Linked DNA regions of Drosophila melanogaster: regions 1 and 2 are each linked to region 3. The links are chromatin contacts, called in public Hi-C maps. All regions are on one chromosome and are shown on one strand. The core of a region is the stretch at or near the end of the contact, and the rest is flanking DNA. Distances in the headings are between cores, read along the strand shown. Region 1 holds the start of l(2)k14505 (lethal (2) k14505). Region 2 holds the start of Itgbn (Integrin betanu subunit). Region 3 holds the start of bur (burgundy).

Region 1 (2,740 bases), core at 36-2,535, 81 kb after region 3:
TAAAGTATATTCTCGATCAGGATCAATGGCCGAGTCGATCTAGGTATGTCCGTCTGTCCGTATGAACGTCAAGATCTCAGGAACGATAAAAGCTAGAAGGTTGCTAGTCAGGGAAGTCGACTATAGCATTCTCTCTTGTTTTTAATCAATATTTTGCCATTTTTGATCAATTTTTATCAAACAGCGTGGCAGTTTTTTGCGGTTTTAGGGCTATAGAATGGGCGGGTCAAAAAGTTGTTTGGCAAATCGACAGAAATTTTTAAGACTAATAAAAATATGAATAAATATCAAAACATTTTTCAAAAGTTTGATTATTATCCTCGTTTTTCTCGATGTTTATGTAGGCACGCTCCATATCTGCTTTTAATCAAAACATTGAACAACACAAAAAATGTAACAGTAACTATGTTTGGGATAGAATGATTGATAAATGAGTGCTTGCAACAGGTCCTGAAATTTATAGACTGAACGGTTACCCGATATATATATATATATGTATGTATATGTTGTTAGTTATTCATTGGTTACAAATTAATTTATTTTATTGTATTGCTTATATAAAGACATGAGTTTATAATTTAATGGTGGATACAGATTTTTTCTAATTTAAAGTAGCAACCGAAAGTTACAACAAAACTAGTATGTGTAATCTATACATCCCACATTAGTAGTACAGAATAATTTAGTAATAATATATATACATACTTTATAATGGTACGAATTAATCCATTTGAAAATTTGTATGTTACAACTTTAGAACATTTGTTTGCCCAAAAATAAGGATTCATATTTTTAAATAAAATTCTTATAAAGGAATGTGTTTAGATGGTTAGAAAGAGCCACCACTATCTTAGAATATGTTGCTAAAGTTTCAGCGTTGCAAGCTTATTTCAGAACGTTGCCTCAATCATACTAACGCCCACAACTGTCACTGCTACAGTTTTGGAAAAGGTTTTGATTTTATCATTTGTCTTGCACATTGTATCGATGTGCCAAAAATATGATGAGGCCAAACATATACAATGGTCATATCCAATAGTCAGAAATTAATAAAAACAAACAAGTTTTTTAAAAATACCGCACATGCAATTAGTGCGCATAGTGACATCTGCAGTCGCTAAAAGAGACCCAAGTGTTAAAAGCTTACTCGACTAGAAGCTATAAATGGCGATTAATTCCTCTAAGGGAATACCCTCGATGTCCTTATGAAGGCAGTGGAGTAGCACAGAAAGGTAAACAGTACCTACGACTGATTTATTGAGATTTGTGGAAAAAGTACTACAGCCACACTGAAAACTCAACTCTGCTGTTAAACAGCTGAAGACAAGTAGACAGGCAGACAAACTCTAAAAATGAACGGAAAGTATGTAGTTAGCGCCATCCGAGCTCTCCGGTTGACCAATTTCAGCCAGTGCAAAGGAGCCGCTAGCAGTTTCACTGTGCGCCACTATGGTAAGCCGCGATAGCCAGAATAAAAACGTGTGTTGCCATTTCATAACATCCCGCGATCGGCGGTTCTTCTCCTGCAGCCTCTCCTCCCAAGCGATTCTACAAGAAGACTTCCGTACTGAGCGGCGACAGCGGCTATGAAGTGGTGTTGGATCACCGGAAACTGAAAACGCCCAAGGGCACACCCTTCATCGTCCGCAGCGAACCCCTGGCCATTGCTGTAGCCACTGAGTTCGACGCTCAGAAGGAAAACATCGAGCGTTCCCGCATGCACTTATCCGCGCTCTGCTTCACGGCCATTGACAATCCCAATCACCTCTCCAAGTTGGACATGGTCAACTACCTTCTCAACTTCATCGCCACAGACACGGTGCTCTTCCAGTACGATGTGAGTGAATCAACTGAGAATTAGAGTGCACATTCCACAGACATATATCTTTTGCAGGACGAAAAGGACCTGCAGGACCTTCAGGTGAATGAATGGGACCCGGTGATCGCCTGGTTCAACCAGCGCTACGACACAAACCTGCAGAAGACCATGAACATAACGCCGCCTCAGGTCAGCGAGCAGGATAAAATGAATGTCGCAAAGCATTTTCAGTCCTACAGTTTGGAAACTCTGCATGGTAATGCAGACCATAAGTCTGGAGTTCAACGTCTATTAAATATATTTTCCTCCAGGCTTCATTTTCGCTGTGGACACCTTAAAGTCGATTGTCCTTGCCTGCGCCGTCATCGAGCAGATGCTTACCGTGGAGAAGGCTGTGGCCCTGGCGCGTCTAGAGGAAGAATACCAACTTAAGTTCTGGGGTCGCGTGGAGTGGGCACATGATTTAAGCCAACAGGAGTTGCAAGCACGCCTGGCGGCTGCCGTGCTCTTCGTACACCTTAACTGTTCGGAAAACCTTGTTAAGCAAAAGATAATTCTTTAAAATTAAAATACCTGTTCAACATACATATGAGCTGACTACCACAGGGTTATGGTAGCACGTATGTAGGTCTCCTAGGACCTAGGACATAATAATAGATGTATATAAATCGTGCCTAGTTTGAAACTTATCAAGGTCAGGTCATCCTCCCTTTTTTTTTAGCTCTTACCGGTTTTTTTTTGTTGTAATAATACGGTTTATATTATCATTTTTTCATACTTTCTTTAAGCACGAAAGTAACATACTCTTTTGACGTCTCTTATAACACAACTGAATTTTAGTTCTGATTTTAATTAGTAAGCCACAAGGATTCTGGTACAGCAATACGTGGAGGCAGTGAACATAAGGAAGTACATTAAGTT
Region 2 (2,700 bases), core at 136-2,635, 130 kb before region 3:
CATTTTTATATTCCACAGAGCAATTCTATTTTGCTTACTTTTTTAATGACTTTTTCACCTTTGATTTTTTTGCCGCACTTTAATTTGACTGCATACTTTACATCTCCATCTCTATCGCACACTCACCGTTTAATTGAGAAAAACACACACGATCTCGTCAATTGGTCGCGTATTTGTCGCCGCTCATTTGGTAAACATTTGGAGTTTTTCATCCGATTTTCCGCTACAAACACAAAAAATGCGAAACTCCGCGCTCCGCTCCAAAGCTGAACCGTTCCGATTGAAAATCGTCCGCTGTACGACCCCGCGATTTGAAAATTTTTCGCCGACTGGCCGTTTCATGAGTGTTTCAGTATTTTGCTGCGTCTTTTTACCCACGATTTTGGTCACACTACTGCGCCATCCATCTCTTGTTCACACAGCCATTTCATAAAATGAAAGAAGAGGACAACAACATAATGGTAAAAATGTTTTTTCTCCGCGGGGTTGGTCACAGGATAGTAAGACCATGGCTCGGCTGGAGAATTATACCGCCCGAAGAGAGTAAGAGAGCACTAACTTAAGACCAGTTTTGACAAATTGAGCCTAACAGTGTGACCAGTAATTTCCTAATAAAATCGTTATTCTGACTTATATATTAAATAATTTAAATTCTATTTTACGTTTAAAATCATAAAAGCAATCTGAAAAACACAAGACTAACATTATGCCAACCGATAGTCCTATTCATTGTGTTATTTAATACAAATTTTTCTAAGAGAAGACTTGCACTAAATGAACAAAATTTTTTTTATTAAATTTGTATAGTTTTGCTTATGTGTAGCTGTTGGTTTGTTGTTGTTTGCTTTAGACTCTTTCATATGAATTCGTCTTGGTTTATTTTAGTATTTTCGGTCCCTTACAAGCTCTGACGGCTACAAAACTTGTGGCTCCACATATTTAAAGTACAAATATGTAACCCCTTCTCTACCATTAAATGGGAGCTGGTCTATAATATATTTCTAATGGGATGGAATTTTTAAAACAACTAGACATAAAAGTATACTTTAAGGTTTTGATTGTGACTAAATATGATATCTAAATAAATAAAGAAATGGATCTCCAAATAAATATACATATATTATGTATATACTTTCCAAACACTAATATTTATTTAAACAAAACATAAGAACGATAGCAGTGCATTTTTTATGTCTTAAAATGTAGTGAGTTAGACAACACGTGAATGAAATTTGCTTTCTTTTATTATCACTTATTACTCTCATTTATTTTTAAGAGTGCCATTTATTCTAATCACATCATTTTCCCAATAACTTCTCACATTTTTTGTCACTCTCTCCTGATAAGATACGAGCGGAGCAATCAACGTTTTTCGTACTGAACAAATATTAGTTACGCTGGACTTCTAAGGCCGAACGGTCGCTAGCTCCCTTAGCAAAAAAAATATATGTGATCGTTGGTAGTGAAAATTGCACGCATTTTGAAAATGACGTCACTGGGCGGAAGGGCGTTCTTGTGGATATATTTGGTTTTTCTAATAGCTGAGATCTCTCATTCGGATGCAGATTCAATTGGTTTGTTAGCCGGCAGCTTTGACGTGACATAACGGATTTGTTATCGCCATCTCTTTTACGCAGATGATCAGTGCAGGCACGCAGACAGCTGCGAAAGATGTTTATCCGCTCATCTGGAATGCGCTTGGTGCACGGACAAGGTGAGTACGAGGGAGATGGCAAGAAAACATAAACGGTTCCTACTGCTGCTGTCATCCTTGCGAAGTCAATCATTTTCCTATTTGGTTGCATATCAGGAATACCAGGTGGGATATCGTTGTCTCTCTCGCCGGCAACTACTTAACTACAACTGCAGTGAAACGGATATATACGAGAACCAGCCGGTCCTAGATGTCCTTCAGGATAAGCCCCTAAAGGACTACGAAACCAGTGATCAGGCTGTCCAAGTCACACCCCAGCGGGCATACCTTAAGTTGGTCAAAGGTGTGTGTTTGGATAATTGTTTTATTTAGCTTTTCTTATCTTATCAAATTTGATTTATCATGTGGCTACCAACACTTTTTCATGTGTGTCACCCTTCCAATTCTTCCCCACTACTTCGTATTTGTTCCACATTTGCTCCACATCATTTTTAAACATTTTGTTTTTGTGTCCGTGCTTTGCTTATCAGGCCTTGGTGGTTGTCACATCTTGTTATTGTTGTACCATTTAGCGTGGGAATACCTATCCCTCTCTTTCTTTCCGCCGTCCTTGTCCAACACTTTTGAAAGTTCACTGACCCAAAGACATTATAATAATTATAATCTAATGTCTGATTGAAAACCCACTTTATAGGTATTGAGATACTTACCTTATAAGTATTGTGATCCCAGAACTAATAGATTATGTATTCGTTGTCGTGCTGAATAAGCGAGCAAAAATGAGTCACAAGAATGTGCTTTTGTTGTTTATAAGTTTTCTCGAGGGTTGAATAATATTTCAATGAGTAAAACGCGATTAATTTCAAAAAAAAAAAAACATACATTAATATTTTGGAGCTTTGATCCGGAAATACTCAACTAATTTCTACATATATCACTAACTTCTAAGATTAAATCACAGAAAACCACAACCTATAATTGTATTTTATTATTTTTAGTTGTTAACCCATTTTGGGGTAGTTATTTTTAGCATACAGACCCAACTA
Region 3 (2,713 bases), core at 91-2,590:
AATTTGGATTAACAACATGAAAAACGAATTTTTGTGCCAGGAGTATCTGTCAATGCTATATACTTCTACATACTAAAGTAGATTATCAAAGCATGGAAGTTAACATTTAATTTTATAGACACATTTGTCCCATCAAAGAATTTAGAAAAACAGCAGGTCAGGAACATGCTTTTCGAATTCCCGAAGTAATCGGCGACTTAGTACATATATTTTAAAATACAAATTTCGATGCATGAGGATGAGGATGTGAGGAGGAAACGGAACGTAATGGTGATGGGGTCAGGGGGGAGGGCGCCGGCTACTGACCGCCAGATGACAGGCGAAAATACTAAGAGGAGAGTGGCAGCGGAAGCGAGAGAGAGCGAAAGATGAGCGGAGAAAAATGGCAGGTAAACGAAAACAGAGCTGAAAAGTGCACAAGTAAAATAGAAAACAAAAATAAACAACAACAATCCAGGAGACAAATCGACGGTAGCAAGTCTTCTTGTTTGCCATTTATTTTCTCTTGAAGTGTGTAAAAACGCAGCAGCAGCAATATGAAAAGCCTCTCCGAAGGTTAGGAGTGCATTAGGTCACTGAAGCGATGCGATGTCTGTGATGTAAGCCGTGCTCCTCCTTTGGCTCTCTCTCATTTTTGATAACAACATGCAAGAGGTTATCAGAAACGGCACAAACCACAGCAACAACAACTAAAGAGGGCGGCCGCGTGGTTGTAATTTAATACACATGCAGAAGGCACGCACACTTACACACGTGGAGCCGCCAACAAGCGGCGCTTATAACCACAAAATGGCCACGGGATATATTTGCAAAACATTTAAAAAATTGCAAATGCGGAGAACAAAAAATCGCAACAAAAGCAAAGGCAAATGCGGTTGAAGCTAATTTGCGAATTCAACGGGCGGGGTGCGGAATTGTGGGCGGAGCAGCACCGCATGGCGATTTGGCTGGGATCGGGGATCTTTTTCGCCATATTGCGACTCTCACCTTCTCTCGTTTTAGCCTGGCTGCGGTTTTCCAGAACCGGGAAGTCCGTCGGCAAGGCCGTGGAATACCGTGACAAGCAGCGCAAGACTTTGTCTTAAGACGAAATTCGCGATCCGTTGTTTGCGGTCCCCCGTTTTCCTTCCTCACGCACACACTCAAAATTTCTTCGGCTGCTGCAGCTTCTTTTCCGCGTATCCAGGGCTGCTCGACACAGCTGGCGATGAAATCCCTGTGATTTTCACGGCTGCGTTATTATGGCCGCTTCCAGGGACTTTCCTTTTGGATTTCCTGCAGTTTTTTCGCGAATTAAAGCCGAAAGATGACTTATTGACGAGCGGATGACCATATTTCGGATTTGGGAAAAATCCAGCTGTGCTGCAAACGAAAAATACCAGCTGTGAACGTTTTTGGTATTAATATTTACCAAATAAATAAATTTATATTTATTTCGAAAACAATGAAAATTCCTTAATAACATTACATTACTTCTTTATTAGGAGTGCTTAAGTATTCTTTTAAATAATGAATTATAATTAAAATTATAATCTGTTTGTACAGTGTTGACAAACGAGCACTTTTTGTAGAACCATATACATTACCCGGTCACACTGAGCCCGCCAAAACAGATATGTTATTGCGCTTATTTAGAAAACCAAGAAAAAACACGAGAACACGTGAAAATACAAATCTACCCAAATGAAATGGGTCCTGCTCAGAAATCCGGAACAGATATTAGTATCGATGATGAGGAGGAAATACTGGCTCTGGAAAAACTACTGGGTGCAGCAGAAAACGAAAATACAAAATCTGCAGAGTCAGAAAAAGCAAAACCCACCGCACCCATTTTGGTGCCAAAACTACGAGAAGACAACAGTTTTGCTAATGCCTTCACCTTCGAGAAGATCGTGAAACCGGAAAAGCAGAAGAATGCTGCTATCATTAAGGAACCAGAGCTGGACTCGTCCGACGACGAGGAGGTAAAGAACTTCCTGGAACGAAAGTACAATGAGTACGGCAGTGATATAAACAAGAGACTGAAGCAGCAGCAGGAGAACGCCTACGAGTCCAAGGTGGCGAGGGAGGTGGATCAGGAGCTTAAGAAGTCTATCCACGTGGTTACATCCACCCCGCAACCCCTGAAAAATCCGCATAATCCTATTAAACGGCAATCGGCGGTGAGCACCACGTTTCAACGTCCTCCGCCAGTCGCTGCCGCCGTGGCATCTACATCCCAGTCAAGTGCTCCCGTATCTGCTGTTTTTACGGATCCAGTCTTCGGACTGCGCATGATCAATCCGCTAGTCTCCAGCTCACTGCTGCAGGAGCGCATGACGGGCAGGAAACCTGTGCCCTTCTCAGGCGTTGCGTATCACATCGAGCGAGGCGATTTGGCCAAAGATTGGGTCATTGCTGGCGCGCTGGTTTCCAAAAATCCTGTAAAAAACACCAAGAAGGGTGATCCCTACTCCACGTGGAAACTATCCGATCTACGGGGAGAGGTTAAAACGATCTCACTTTTCCTTTTTAAAGAGGCCCACAAATCCCTGTGGAAAACAGCGGAGGGTCTGTGCTTGGCTGTGTTGAATCCAACTATTTTCGAGAGGAGAGCGGGAAGCTCCGATGTGGCCTGCCTATCCATCGATAGCTCCCAGAAAGTCATGATCCTGGGTCAATCCAAAGATTTGGGCACATGTCGGGCCACCAAAAAAAATGGGGACAAGTGCAC

What was found. A called contact is a pair of places that touch in the nucleus more often than the background predicts.
Region 1: a contact with region 3 is called in a Hi-C map of the Kc167 cell line, with 2.9 times the contacts expected there. A contact is called at or near these places in 12 of 107 Hi-C or Micro-C datasets (the D17-c3 cell line, the Kc167 cell line, the ML-DmBG3-c2 cell line and 5 more).
Region 2: a Hi-C map of the Kc167 cell line shows a contact between it and region 3, with 2.0 times the contacts expected there. A contact is called at or near these places in 2 of 107 Hi-C or Micro-C datasets (the Kc167 cell line and embryo).

What each region holds. Positions count from the first base shown.
Region 1 is chr2L:21,259,883-21,262,622 of dm6, forward strand. l(2)k14505 (lethal (2) k14505) reads left to right here and starts at 1,286. Exons shown (of 4, transcript NM_001273739.1): 1 at 1,286-1,452; 2 at 1,530-1,837; 3 at 1,895-2,075; 4 at 2,131-2,529. The coding sequence starts at 1,353. The coding sequence ends at 2,381.
Region 2 is chr2L:21,051,648-21,054,347 of dm6, forward strand. Itgbn (Integrin betanu subunit) reads left to right here and starts at 1,386. Exons shown (of 6, transcript NM_078884.3): 1 at 1,386-1,574; 2 at 1,638-1,714; 3 at 1,811-1,997. The coding sequence starts at 1,487. CG42238 reads right to left here and starts at 517. Exons shown (of 7, transcript NM_001273724.1): 1 at 127-517.
Region 3 is chr2L:21,178,343-21,181,055 of dm6, forward strand. bur (burgundy) reads right to left here and starts at 1,341. Exons shown (of 10, transcript NM_001299191.1): 1 at 988-1,341. Mcm10 (Minichromosome maintenance 10) reads left to right here and starts at 1,591. Exons shown (of 2, transcript NM_136253.4): 1 at 1,591-2,713. The coding sequence starts at 1,689. It also overlaps asRNA:CR44911.